Regions from separate parts of the Rattus norvegicus genome. Here region 2 is linked to region 1. Evidence: chromatin contacts called from public Hi-C data. All regions are on one chromosome and are shown on one strand. The core of a region is the stretch at or near the end of the contact, and the rest is flanking DNA. Distances in the headings are between cores, read along the strand shown.

Region 1 (7,578 bases), core at 2,585-5,084:
CATCACGGTGCCCACAGAGAGGAATGACCCAGGCAGGTCATAGACTTATAATGTAATAGCCTAAAAATGGAGACAGTCGGATGGCTGTGGGGCACACCTTTAATTCCAGCACTCCGGAGGCAGAGGCAGGCAGATCTCTGTGGAGTCTGAGGCCAGCCTGGTCTGCAGAGTGAGTTACAGGACAGCCAGGGCTACACAGAGAAACCCTGTCTCGAAAAACCAAAAATAAAAAAATAAAATAAAAATGGAGACCCACAGTTAAATTGTGTCGAATGCATGGCAAACGCTCCACAATTTATTTATCCTCCTGCAGCCTATTTTATTACTTCTTCCCTTTGTTTATTACTGACCATTTTATATGCCTTGGATTACAGGTTGTGTGTTCTCATGTTTTAAAATGCCTATAAAATTGCAATACCTATAGAAGTCGTTCAGCTCACTGCCCTGCCCCACCAGGGCTCAGACAATGCTCCTGAATAAGTTCATTTTATATTTATATATTATGAACAGGCTCTCCATGTCTCAGGAAAAAGTTGATGATACTTGTCACAGTGATGACATTCAATCGCATCTTATAATGGCGATGTCCTTGGATATCCCATCCCGATGGGATTGGATGGAGCCATGGCTCTACTATAAGTGCTAGACCTTTCGGTTCAAAAGGGAATAAAAGGAATGCTTGCTGTCATTTATGGGACTGTTAGCATCTGCTCCCAACCCCCAGTTTCTGAAGTCCTAATCCCCAGGAGGGTGTATTTGGAGATAGGGCCTTTAGATTAAGGAGAAGACCCTAGGGCTGAAGAGAGGGCTTAACTCTTAAGACCACTTGTTACTTAGGCAGAGGACCAGAGTTCAATTCCCAGCACCCACATAGCAGCTCCTAACACTCTGCAACTCCAATCACAGAGGGTTTGAAGTCCTCTTCTGGCCTCCTCAGGTACCACATACATGTCGAACAGAGACATACACGCAGGTAAAACATCCATACACATAGCTGGGCAAAGGTGGTGCGTGCCTTTGATCCCAGCACTTGGGAGGCAGAGGCAAGTGGATCTCTGTGAGTTCAAGACCAGCCTGGTCTACAGAGTGACCAGGAAAGCCAGGGCTACACAGTGAAACCCTGTCTTGAAAAACAAAAACAAACACATAAAATAATGCCTGGTGGGCTGAACTGCAGCCAAGAGCCATATTGACTCAGGTGGACTGCACTGTCAGCTGAGCCATGGTGATGTCTGGGTCCACGCTGCTGCCGCCTAGGGCTGCGGCCCCACTGTGCCCGGGTCCATGGCCCTAGTACAGATGGAAGCAGTGTTCCTGGTCTGTGCTGTGGCCAGAAACCATGTGGAGGCTGGTGATCCATGCTCCTGCTGGCTGTGAAGAGTAAGGAAGCTATCTTTGCTGTGACATTGATGACTGCAGACACATGGCTGACAGAGAAGGACATGGAAGGCTTCCGGGACAGCACCCATCACCAAAAGAGTAGCAGCCTGGACAGGTAGCCACCAATGAGAACGAACTCTTAAAGAGTGTAACAGGGATACTCAAGTGTGGCTCTCTACAATTGATAGCTTCTGGCATGGATGTGGGAGAGGAAGGACATGTTCTATTTAAGGGGCAGGCTGCTCAAAGTTTGACCATGCTCCAGTGAGTATAGATAACACATTTGGACTTGGGGGTTTTTTTTATTCTATTTTTTTATTTTTACTTTTTTTGGGGGGGAGGGTTATATGAATGGGGAGACAGACATGGAAGGACTGAGAAGTGTGATTGGGGTGCATGATGTAAAAGTCCCAGAGAATCAATAAAAATGTTATGGGAGGGGAGGGCTACTCCAACAGGACTGGTATCCTTATAAAAAGAGGCAGAGAGTCTCGGGATGCAGTCCCACAGGTCACGTGAGGACACAGCAAGGCAGCCAGCTGCACACGAAGGAGACAGGCCGCAGGAGAATCTCACCCTACCTGCACTTGATCTTGGACCTTCCGCCCAAGAAAACACATCCTGCCCTTTACACTGCCCGGTTCTGTCTTTTGCTTTGGCAGCCTGAGTAGACTGGCAGGAGCTTTAGAGTAAGAAATGTGTACTGGGGGCTGGAGAGATGGCTCAGCGGTTAGGGACACTGGTTGCTCTCCCAGAAGACCCAGGCTCAGGCTCCAGCACCCAGGTGGTGGCTCACAGCTGTCTGGAAGTCCAGTCCAAGGGGATCTGATGTTCTTCTCTGGGCTCTACTACATGCGCACAGTACCCGGACACACGCAGGCGAAACACCCACACACATAAAATAAAATGGGAAAAAAAATCACATAGGACCTCGTAAATATGGTAATTTAAAAAATAAAAGAAGTACGTGCTTCTTTTCGATATTTAAGTCCTTGTTCTTAAAATGATTTGACCTCAGCAATTCCGGGATGCTTGCTGATACCCCGTGTGCCTTTACTGAGGATAAGTCCTGAAAGACAAAGGGACTTGGTTTTCCCATTCCTGTGTGCATGAGTGTTCACGTGTGTGTGTGGTGCTACTTTAACTGGGTTACAGGGTGTCAAACATCTGGGTGTATCTGGGAGAGCATTTCTGAATGAAATCAACATCAGGTTAGTCAGATGCCTTCCTAAACATGAAAGGCTCGCCTGAATGAGGAACGGAACAGAGTACAAAGCTTAAGTTGCAAGGTAGCTTCTCTGCTTTCTTGCACTTGGATTAGAACTGACAGCATGGACTCTCCTTGGTCTACAGCACAACTTAGCACTTTAGCCACCATAACAGCATGCACCAATCTTTCTGATCAATCTCATCAGAGTTGGGGGTGTGGCTTGATGGTCCAGCATCACCCTACAAGGTGCAAGGTTCTGGGTTTGAGCCCCAGTTCGCCTTATGTAAATGAAATAAATCTCTTTTATCTATGTCTAGATCGATAAGTAAATAAAAACATTTCCATTCCTTGGAGAAACCTAATAAGATCCCCTTTCTGGACTATACATGGACTGACCCAGGGCTCCAACTGCATATGTAGCAGAGAACAGCCTTGTTGGGGCACCAGTAGAAGGGGAAGCCCTTGGTCCTGCCAAGGTTGGACCCCCAGTGCAGGAGAATATGGGGGGGGGGCAGTAAGGGGGATGTATAGGGGGAACACCCATATGGGGTTGGGGGAGGGGAAGGAATGGGGGCTTATGGACAGGAAACCGGGAAGGGGAATAACATTTGAAATGTAAGTAAAGAAATATATCTAATAAAAATTTTTTTAAAAAAGAAAGAAAATAAAGGATCTGGACTTGGGGCTGGAGAGATGGCTCAGCGGTTAAGAGCACTGACTGCTCTTCCAGAGGTCCTGAGTTCAATTCCCAGCAACCACATGGTGGCTCACAACCATCTGTGATGAGATCCAATGCATTTTTCTGGTGTGTTTGAAGACAGCTGCTGTGTGCTCATATAAATAAAAATAAATTTTAAAAAAAAAGATCTGGACTTGAAAGGAAGTCCTGTTGAAACAGCAGGGGCATAAACACTGAAGAGGAAAAACCATTTTTTAAAACAAATGAGAAAGTTAAGTATTTACAAATGTCATATACCACAAATGGACTATAATGTAAAAATTAATGGCATCTATGTAAAATGCCTCATGGCTTCTGTACTGTTAATATTTATTTGCAATTTTATAATTAACAAAATTAAACATGTTATCCTTATTACTTACAACTAAAAAAAAAAATCCCCTTTCTGCAAACAGAGACCGTTTGTGAGAAAGCAGCCACCCATAGCGCGTTTGAAAAGCCTCCTGAAGGGAATGCCTCAGCCTCCACTGCAGTCTGGCCCGCAGGTCTGACATACATAGTTCTGGTATGCTTGTCTACAGAGTGAGTTCACATCACTGGAACGATTGCAACGGCCTGAAAGTTGAGCCATACCCATTTGAATAGGAGATAACATCTACAGAATAAACAGGAAAAGTTAGTCTACACAGAATGAATATGAATATATACATATATATATATATATATATTTGTGTTTGTGGTAGTGAAGACTGAGCCTCGAGCCTTGTATAGGCTAGACAAGCACCCTACAACCATTGTAGCCTCAGTCCTTGTTCTTTCTTTCTTTCCTTCCTTCCTTTCTTTCTCTTCCTTTCTTTCTTTCCTTCCTTTCTTTCTCTTTCTTTCTTTCTTTCTTTTTTCTTCTTTCCTTCCTTTCTCTTCTTCCTCCTCCTCCTCCTCCTCCTCCTCCTCCTTTTATTTTTGAGACAGGGTTTCTCTGTGTAGCCCCCGGTATCCTGGAAATTGCTCTGAAGACCAGGCTAGCCTTAAACTCAGAGATCTGCTTCCAGAGTGCTGGGATTAAAGACATGAGCCAACACCACCCAGCTTCTTTTTTAGCTTTCACTTTTGAGACACTGTCACAGTGTTACCTGAGTAATACGCTGTAACCTTAAGCTTACTAGGATTTGGGTCCACCAGCCTCACCCTTCTGAGGGGCTGGGACACAGGCCTCCTTGTGATGTTCATATTTATTTGTGTAGTATTTCCTGACGTTGAGCAAACATTTTCTGTGAGTTATTCCCTTTACTTCTCCCAACACCCTACAGAAATTTTTTCATTACTTTCATTGTACAGATAAAGAATTTGAGACCCGCAGAAGTTGATTCTTAGTCCTCATTAAACAACTGGTAAAAAATAGAGTCTGATGCCAGAGGCCTGGAGACTTCAACTATGCTGGCTGTGACCGCATAACTGGGAAGCCAAACCTTGCATGAAGAACATGTCCATGTTCTATTGGCTTAGAACTGAATGGTGCTGCCAGGTGAGGGGTGCCAAAGATGGAGTTTACCTTGTGCAAAGAACTAGGAAGAAGCTTCCACGTCCAGGTGCCAATGGCCTGTGACCATCAGCAAGCAGTATCTTACCATGAAACAACCTGGACTCAAGTACTTGACATCGGTAATGAGTGTTTGTACCCCATACCGCCTTAAGTACATTGGTACTTAAGTGTTAATATCCCAGTCCTAATATCTCAGAGTCTGAGGGGCATTTGGAAAAGGGTGAACCTTTGGGCCATAATGTCACAGACACAGTGGTCCCCTTTTCAAGTCCCCATGGTTACGGCACCTGTGACCAGGCTACCACCAAGGAAAGAGCAGATCTCAGGACAACCTTAAGACCACCCCCTCTGGGGCTGGAGAGATGGCTCAGCGGTTAAGAGCACTGACTGCTCTTCCAGAGGTCCTGAGTTCAATTCCCAGCAGCAGCCAGAAAGGAGCAGGACCAGCTCGGCAGGACCCTTGGACATCAACATGGCTTCAGGTGGCAGTCCAGACCACAGACATCTATCTACATGGCCTTCAGTGGTAATAAGGGCCACAGACATCAGCGTAGCCTTTTGCCATATCTAGACCCTGATCCACTCATGGCCCTCAGTGGCTGCCCAGACCTGGGGTCTTAGCTACACATGCCACTCACATCAGCATGGACACCAAAGGCAGCAAAGCCCAGGACATCACCAAGTCAGCAGTCAGCAGCACGGACCGCATACACCACATGGATCTCGGGTTTCATCTCGGCCTGGGGCTGCAGGATGGACCACAGACACCAACATGGCCTCTGGTGGGAAGGACTTTTTAATGACACCAGTTAACCACACACACCACACATGTAGCTCACTAGAAGGGAACAGGAAACAGTGAGTACTTGGAGCTGAAAGTCAAGACAGCACAGAGAAGGAAATGCAGAGGCCATTAAGGTCAAAGGACGAAGAAAAACTTACCATCTCCTTTGTCAATTGCTTCAGGCACCCTAGGCTTATAATTAGCACCTAAAGCTTAGATCCCTCAAGATGTTGAAAGTCAGCTCAGATAACCTCCTGCACATTTTAAAGAAACTGAGGCACTGCAAACATGATTTTTCAAAAACAATGGGAACCAAGATATCAATTCACATATTTAGGTCTCAGGAACCAGACTCCTCAATACCATCTCACAGGGCCACTCCCTCATATAGCAAAGTTCACCATGGAGCATATACCTTGTTGGGTTTTTTAATTTATTTATTCCTCTCAGTATATACTGTCTTAGTTGGGGTTTTACTGCTGTGAACAGACACCATGACCAAGGCAAGTCTTACAAGAAAAACATTTAATGGGGGTTGGCTTACAGGTCCAGAGGTTCAGTCTGTTACCATCCAGGCAGGAACATGGCAGCATCCAAGCAAGCATGGTGCAGGAGGAGCTGGGAGTTCTACATCTTCATCTGAAGGCTGCTAGCACAATACTGGCTTCTGGGCAGTTAGAATGAGGGTCTTAAAGCTCACATCCACAGTGACACAACTACTCCAACAAGGTCACACCTTCTAATACTGCCACTCCCTGGGCCAAGCACAAACAAACCATCACATACTCCTTGTTTCAAAAAAAAGAGAAAGGCTCTGAAGGAATTACTAATCCTTGGGGCTTGGCAGTAGTTTGTGCTTAGCATGTACAAGACTCTAAGTTCTAAAATACACACATACACACACACACACACACACACACACACACACGTGCGCGCACGCACACACACGTGCACACACAGGCACATACACAAGCATATCTTTTGGCCACTGTCTGCAGTACCTATAAAAACAAGTCTTTGTCACTTCCCTAGGAGATCATAAACTCCATGAAAGGGACTGGACACTACACTACTACAAAGAGAGCAGCTAGGATCCTCAAAATGTCCCAGATCTAAGAGTGTTCACCAGAAGGAGGCTCGTTTGCATCCACTGCCAAAAAGGGACCAGGACCAGGTATGGCAGCATCAGGTATGGGAGCATAGGCAATTTTGCCAGCTCCCACCTTTGCACTAGACTAAGGAGAGGAAGCAGACTCTCAGACAACTCTTTGAAGAGGACCAAAGGGGACGATAGGCACGAAGTGACTCTTCTTGGAAGAGGCAGCTTATCTGCTGGAATCCAGCTAAGGTCAGTGGTGACCAGGAGTGGTGGCTTATCCACCCAAGTACCTCGGTGAAACCACCAAGCTGTCTTTGCCATTGGCAGTGAGCTGAGCAAGGGCAGTACAAAAGCTGCCTCCTCCCTGCTCTCACCTCCACAGTCTTGATGTCTGCCTTTGTTGCTCCCCAACTTCTGCTGCTTCTAATCCTTCCTCTGACGCTCAAGACCAAAATCCGACTTCATCCAACTCATCCTTATCACATGTCCTCTTACACATCTAGCTTCATTCTAGACGCAACAATGGAAGGTAAGAATTTGACCTCGGGTGCCAGTCAGCCTAGTTTACAATCCCAGCACCCCTTAGCAGCCAAAGCGAGCCCAGCTATATCTGCCTGTCATCTCCAGCCCTGCCTCACTGATGTGCTGCAAGATACAGTTTGCTAATATATGGAAATTACTTAGAAAGGTGGCTGACACACTGAGCAGGGTGACACGCAGCTAAGGAGTATGTGGCAGGAAGAACACTCTATTAAGCCTCCTCGAAACATGTCTCTTGACTGAGTGAAATGAATGTAGCCCTGGATGTTGTGGCTGTCCTGGAACTCACTCTGTAGACCAGGATGGCCTCAAACTCAGAGATCCACCTTGCCTCTACCTCCTGAAC
Region 2 (7,578 bases), core at 2,866-5,365, 37 kb before region 1:
TGACTCATCATACCTTCTATTATAAAAGTCCAGTGTGGGGGGAGACGGGGGTGGGGGGCGTGTTGAGGAAAGATGTTATTCTGCAGCCAAGACTGGCCTCAAACTCAATACCCTTGCCTCAGCCTCCTGAGTACCAGAATGGCAGGCAGCAATGCCACCACACCCAGGAGAAAGTGGTACAATTCCTGTGTGTCGATTAAAAATAAAATATATATATTTAAAACTTTTACCAAGTCGAGTGTTGGGGGGGCATAGGTAAAATAGGATTTTTTTTCTTTTTAAACTTTAGTGATTTGCATGTGCGCACACACAAACGGATATGTGCCACAGCATATATGCAGAAGCCAGAAGACAGCTCAACAGAATGGGTTCTGTCTGGGGATTGAACCCGGGGCCCCAAGTTTGCACAGTACACACCTTTACCGGCTGAGCCATCTTGCTGGACTCGAACATGATTTTTAAAGATTAAAAGTTTTTTGTTGTTATTTAGTTACTTACTGTGCGTGCCGTGCACACGAGAGGTGGGGGAAGAGAGGGAGCGAGGGAGGGAGGGAAGGAGGGAGGGAGCGAGGGAGGGAGGGAGAGAGGCGACATGAATGTCATGGCTCACAAGTGGAGGTCAGAGGACAACCTGTTAGAGTCAGCTGTCTCCTTCCACATAGGCCCTAGGAATCCAACTCAGGTTGTCAGGCTTGGCAACAAATGCCTTTACCCACTGCCATCCCCTGCTCAAGAGTTCTTTCTTTCTCTCTCTCTCTCTCTCTCTCTCTCTCTCTCTCTCTCTCTCTCTCTCTCTCTCTGTTAGCTAGTTTGTTTACAGTGCTGGACATGAATCTAGGTCCTCTCAAATGCTGGGCAAATGGACACTGAACCACATCTAAACCCTGTAAGGGAACTCTCCGATGTGTCGTCCTTGGAGACATGTGAAACAGAATCATAGCAGCACTACTTGGGTTACACAAACCACAGACAAGCCCCTTCATCCGTGGATGTGGTAGGCAACAGCATGTCAAACAGGCTGAGTCTTAGAAGCCAAGTATTTACTCAGGGGGAGCTAGAGAGACGGCCTGACTTTAATGGCACTTGCTGCTTGCAGAGGACCTGGACCCATATGGCAACTCAGAATGCCAGCTCTAGGGCCTCCGAGGCCCTGTTCTGTGTGGTGCACACACACATGCAGGCAAACCCTGGGGCACGTAAATCAAAAGTAAAAAAATAAAGAGTCTGCTCAAAACAGCCCATCTCAGGACTGGGGAGATAGCGCAGTCTGTAAAGTGCTTGCTTGGTAAGCATGAGGACCTGAGTTTGATCCCCCAGAACTCACATAAAAAAAGCCAGATGTGCACATCTGTCGTCTCCACGATAAGAGAGCCTGTCTCAAAAAACAAGGTAGCTAGCTACTGAGGAACTACACTGAATGTGACCTCTGGCCTTTGTGCATACATCCACATAGACAGATAGACAGACACATGCACACGCACACGCACAGACACAAATACTCATAGACATACATCACACTCACATACATCACTACCACAAACCACCAGAAAAATTCAGAAAACATTACTTGATTGCTTACTGTAGATTCAAACTTAGTATCAGTGGAGAATTGTCAATATGTGTGTGTGGTTAAAAAAAAAATTTCTAAATAGAAAGTAAAAATCAAGTTGCGATAACTACTTTGTGGGAAGGCGAGGGCATGAGGCTGGAGAAAGGTCAGCTGTTGCTTGGGGTCAGTCTGCTTTGGAAGCAGAACAAATACATGAGGTTTATTTTATGACTAGTCGGTTTGTTATCTGGAACCCAGAGTTAACGGACGGACGGACGGACGGACGGACAGAAGCGACAGGGTCTAGCTTAGGCCTGAGGGAAGCAGCTCTCTCACTGGGCAGAGCACATGCACAGCCCAGGTGTGGGCAGCAGGGAAGGTCTACAAAGCTTAGTTTGACTGTGATGGGGAGGGCAGACAGGTAACAGCGCATCATGAGGAAGGAAATGGAGATGTACGATGTATGGGACTGAGGAAGGTGGCAAGTAGGCAGACAGGAAGAGGCTGGACCAGGCATACAGCTCCCAGCGCAGAGGACGCTGCATTCCCAAACTCACCCACTGACTGAAAGCACGCTGGCTCCAAAGCAGAAGCCTGGCTCCATCCTCGAGGAGGCTTGGATCCTTCAAAGGAGGGACGATGGTGGAAATAACCACCGTAGGCCACAGAATCAAAAGGGTCTTGAGAGAAAGAGCTAGCAGGCCAGTGATGTGATACCGGAACTCTAGGTGATGAGTCCCTCCCTGGCTGTTCGTTCTCGTTGGGGCTCAGGGGAGAACAGTTCCCAGGTGTAAATACCCGATGAAATTCACGTTGTCAGCAATATCTAAGCTGCCCGGTCTTCAAAACTTCTGAGACAAGTCCTAGTAATGTAGTCCACGGACCTCAAACTTTTGTGCACAATTGTTTTAGATAGGGTCTCACTATGTAGCTTGGGCTGGCCTCAGATTCTCAGCAAAACTCTTCCTTCCCCGGCCCCTCCAATACCATGATTATAAGTGTGAGCTGAGCCACCACATCCAAACTCTAATCCCCCTGCCTCATTCAGCCTACCTAGGGCTAAAAATGCCCGGGGATTTCTAAAGGTAGGAACTACTGGTCTGGGCTTTGACCTCATTCTTCATGATGTGCTTGCACTTTATGAACAATGGGAATATAATGGACAACATCGGATCTCTCCAGAGGAAACCCAAACTAACAGAGTACTTGGGGCTCCTCTGGGCCGTGTGGGGATACAAATCAGTGTTCTTCTTAGCCTACCCTTAGACATATCCTCAGCCTGGAGAGGCTGAAACACTTTTCCAGTACCCACTGGGGCTCTGGCCACAGCCCAATCACATGATGCACTCAACGAGGAGACAACGTGATTTTCTCCTTTATGAACATAATGTTGCGTAAAAGCGCTAAGACCATGAAGCACAATTTTCCAGAGTGGAAAGAAGGAAAGGAAGGAAGGAAGGAGAAAGAGAGAGAGAGACAGAGAGAGAGAGAGAGAGAGAGAGAGAGAGAGAGAACAAGCAAAAAACTCTTTTTTAAAAAAGTCTTCTGCTAGTGTGCAGTGAGTCAGGAGGGAGCCGCACACCTCGCCCCCTATGCCATCTTCTGCCCAGTTTGTTCATAGGAACACAGGAGGTGACGGTATCCAAGCACACAAAGGACACTTCACAGGAAACATTCTAAAGTGTTCTGGGATATTTACCTCCCTTTTTGAGCCAAAGTGTAAACTACCTAAATGTTAAGTATGAAATTAAGTTGCAACTTTGAAACACCACGAACTTGGACTTCAAGGGGTTTTTTGGTTGGTTGGTTGGTTGGTTTAATGCTTAAAGATATATTACGCTTTCTTCACAGAAGATGAAAGCCGGAGAACAGGTCGAAAATACCCTGACTTAGGAGATTTGACTGAAATTGTTCCAGTTTCTCAGTGCACTGATGTCAATTTTAGGAGTTTCTCATGAGTGTGACTGTATATTTGCACAAGGGCATAAAAATGACATTTGTTGATAAACCATCTATAACCAGGAAAAATAAGACTCATCCCACATGTAATGAGTTATTTAAATAAACCTGCACTTCTCACGCAACACATCAGTTAACATACCGGCCTGGAAAGGCACAGAATGAGAAGCAAGAGAACATTGCTAAAGATGTGCATTAAAAGTATTTCTGATAAAGTGTACATAAAATTGACACTGAGCTGCAAATTAAGATCCCTACACACCTGTCTGCATTGTTTGAAATTTTAACAAGCCACCTTTGTGATTTCTTTTTTAAACTAAACACAAGTCACCACTACAGTCTGAATAACATATCTGCTTAGGAAACAAATCCACTGGCCCAGTATATACACACCAGGAATACAGATTGCCACTATTCGCGAAGCCCGCGGAAATTCTTAACCATCTGGAGATACATAAGCAAAGCTCTGGCGGATAAAGCACAGTTTCAAAGAGAGCCACAAACTTGCCTCAAGCACCGAAGCGAAGACCGAGCGGTATCTGCAAAGGGCTCCAGAGGAGAACGTGGCACCGCGGAGCAGAGCAGCCAAGTCACCTCCCAGCCTCGCAACTCTGGAGTGACTGCTGTCCCCAAGGCACAGCCGCCTTCAGTCCCGCCCTGGCACTGTCGCCAAGCCCTCTGCACGCCCGGCCACGCCCCCCTCACCTCCAAGCTTTCGGTTTCCTCTAGATCCGAAGGAAAGCGAAACTCAGGCGGCAGGCGGGCGGGCCTGCAGGAGGAGGAGCCCGTGTGCAAGTGTGCTTACCCCAGGGAACCCGCAATCGCGTGCACCGGGATCTCTGCGTACTCGCCAGACCTGGCCCGGTAACTTCGGATACGCGATCTTTTTTATCTTCAATTTTAAGACTGGAAATACCCACAATTGCTGTACCTTCTGCTCTGAGAGCCAGCAGCAGATAACTCCCTTGCTGAGGCTGTCCCCAGAGGGTAAGGAGACAGCGATGACATTTACTGCACCTCTGTTAATTACCAGACGCATCGTTAAGAACTGAAAATAATTTTATCCACACAATGTTCTTTTGTGCCTCTACGTTTAATCCCAATTCTATAGGGTAAAATGTTAAATTTTTATTTTATCAAAGAGGTTATGACCTACTCAGAGCCACAAATTGTTAAATGCTGAAAGCAAGATTCTAACGGGACCTCTGACCAGTCCCACCCTTAGTGGAAAATAGCAGATCCGTTGCAATTAGCACACCAGGTGGCCATGAAGGTACAGATGTTCGAGGAACAAACACAGCCTAAGCCGAGGCTGGTTTGAAGGCTCTGAGATTGCGCACACACACACACGAAATGCTTGCTAGCTCCTTACAGATGAATCTCATATGTGCAGGCTCTCGGCAGAGGCACAGGGGGATGTGCTAGCTGCTGGGCTATTCGGAATGAGGTTTCCACATGTGCTTGTTCTGAAAGTGGTCCCCCAACCCCAGCACTGGACAAAGGTGACAGACAGTTACCCCTAACCCAAAGCTACCAGGACTTTATGAAATCTGTATTCGGTTTTGTTGTGGTTACAACATAAGATATGCAAGTATGTCTGCCTATAGTGTGTGTGTGTGTGTGTGTGTGTGTGTGTGTGTGTGTGTGTGTGTGCGTGTGTGTGTGTGTCTAGCATGAGCCATCCACAGTTGTTGATAATAAGCCAGTGTTTCCATGTTTGGAAATAGAAAATGGTATGGTGCCCAGGGCAACACATGGCCTCTTGATCAGTAGTTGAGGTAGACGTGGCATTTGCACACATCATGGACAAATACATTTAGTCTCCAATATATTTGCAAACGCATCAATCGTGTGACCAGCTTCTTCTGTCTGCTTGGTTGTCTCCAAAGACCAGGAAAATAAAAAACTGGGGAAGGGGGGAGGTTGAAAAGAGAATGTTACAAAATGTGATAGTTTTTGATCAACATATTATACCTGTAGAGTTCCAGGAAACAAACTGCATTTGTTTCTAGTGGTGATTAGCAAACAGCTCCTTATAGCCAGGTGACTTTTGTTTTGTTCGAGTCCTGCTTGTTCAGAGAAGCAAGTGATTGGCATCTGTACCATAACAGAACAGACTAAGGTCAATCTTAGACGGGAGATACCTGGATAATGCAAGAACCCATTGCAACTCTTATTGGGGCTCTTCCCACCCCTATCCCTGGTTTCTCCTTACCTTCCAGAATAGTTCAGGGAGTCTACCAGGAGGTAGACTGAGTGAGGTAGGCATCCCTACCTGTGAAGCAGCACCCCACAGCAACCCAGGAAGGGGGTTTGGAGGTGGACAGCAAAGAGGGGGCTGCCCACCATCCATGTCAGAACCTACGCTAGTTCAAGAATCCACTCCTACATAAAGTGGATGCAGCTTGGCTGGCCCTCAGAGCGTAGAGGACTGGAGTGAGCAGTTAGAGAGGTGTGCCTGTATATGTGTGCACACATCCCCTAGCTTGGCCCACTGAGAGTGCACGGATGGCTGACACTCAGAGGCATGTCTAGCACACTGCTTCTAGTTATTATTCTCAAACAAAGGAAACCAGAGATGCTTAGGGAAATGGTGCTTCCCAGATTGGGGCAAAGAAAAGCAAAAGGGGGGACCCCTTTCTGCCAAAAGACAAATGCTCAAAGAATGGGAGGGGGTCAGAAAATGATTTTACCAATGCAAGTGAATAACTGAGTAAACTGGGACTAGGGGGAGGTTTTAGGTATTTACACAGTGACAAAGGACTTTCCCTCGAGTATACAGCAGTTACCAGCAATATTCTTCATGTAATTTCACACTCTGGCTGCAGATAATGTAAGTAATGTAAACACTAAGTAGTCAGAAAGAAGTGTCCTTCCAGCGGCAGCGGAGGTCATCGTAGTCTGCAAAGTCGCAATCACACCAAGGAACAGAATATAACAAGACATGGTGAACAGAAAGGGACACAGCTCCCTCCTGCTAGTCTCCTGTCACTGACCTTTGACCTGACTGCTCCCCAAGAAGCGTCTGAGTAACCCAAAGTGACAGATGTTCTGCAAATCAGCCAGCTGTCTTCATTAATCTAGTCGAGGTCGTGAAAATCCAAGGTATGTGGAACAGTTCCAGGCTGGCAGGGACATGGTGGTGAAGAGAAGCCACGTGTCCTGAATTGGAACAACTGGTAACGCCTGGGAGGGAAGAGACATCATCTGGAAAGCATTCCTCTTGCTGGGGGTGGTGGCACACATCTGTAATGCCAACACCTGAGAAGCAGAAGTAGAGAGATTGCTTCAAGGTAAAGGTCAGCCTGGTATACAGAGTTAGACTTTGCCTCAGAAAGGAGGGAACGAGAACCTGCCCTTATATGGTACAGAAAAAGGCTTGAAGTACAGCTTTCCCATGGGCATTATATTGTTTCAGATTTTTAAATATAAAACAAAATTATGAAGTACTAGATCCTTTTCTGAAGATTGCTAATACAATTGTTTTGGTTTTTTTCCGTGCGAGGGAGGGAAGAATTTAAGTTCAAACCACAATAATACTTGTTCCTCAGGAGCTTTTCCTGAGGCTGGTCCATGCTGCCTACTTGGAGTAATTTTGGTCTTACCAAAGTCCCCACTGGCAGAATATCTAGCTTTTTGTAAAGTTAAATTACGAGAGAGAGAGAGAGAGAGAGAGAGAGAGATATCATTGCCTAACCACCTCACTCAAAAACTTGTCACAGAAGAAATTGTTGACTGACTCAGTCTCCTCCCTGATGGGGAAAGTTCCTTCAGTGACAGGTCATGTCCAGAGGCCAGGACAACAATGCCCATAAAAGGGATAGACACTGTCACATGGAGTAAGAAAGTTTTGTTTTTTGTTTTGTTTTGTTTTTAAAAAGCAGTAGCTAATACAGTTTTAGTAATTCTTTACCATGATCACGTCTGTATGCTCCATCATGTGACCCCCCCATCTCCACAGCTTCTTCCCTACTTCCCTCTCTAGATGTTGACATGTCTGCACTCTGCTGTGGTCTGCATAGAGCCAAGAATAAATAATAATCTTCTCAAGATGTGAGTTTGATCTCCCT

What was found. A called contact is a pair of places that touch in the nucleus more often than the background predicts.
Region 2: a contact with region 1 is called in a Hi-C map of the A7r5 cell line, with 2.4 times the contacts expected there. The contact joins the promoter of Usp18 here to the enhancer-like site in region 1. A contact is called at or near these places in 5 of 12 Hi-C or Micro-C datasets (the A7r5 cell line, Schwann cells, hepatocytes and 2 more).

Annotation. Positions count from the first base shown.
Region 1 is chr4:156,103,232-156,110,809 of GRCr8, reverse strand. It overlaps a transcript of Tuba8 not described here. Among named protein-coding and RNA genes, the nearest start is that of Tuba8, 5.3 kb to the left of the region's middle. Within about 2 kb of position 3,834, at least 2 of the 93 cell types and tissues checked have an H3K27ac peak or open chromatin away from gene starts, as enhancers often do. A contact at or near this core is called in the A7r5 cell line, where this site is marked.
Region 2 is chr4:156,140,363-156,147,940 of GRCr8, reverse strand. Usp18 (ubiquitin specific peptidase 18) reads right to left here and starts at 4,115. Exons shown (of 11, transcript NM_001014058.2): 1 at 4,017-4,115. LOC120102509 (a long non-coding RNA gene) reads left to right here and starts at 4,249. Exons shown (of 4, transcript XR_010065920.1): 1 at 4,249-4,495.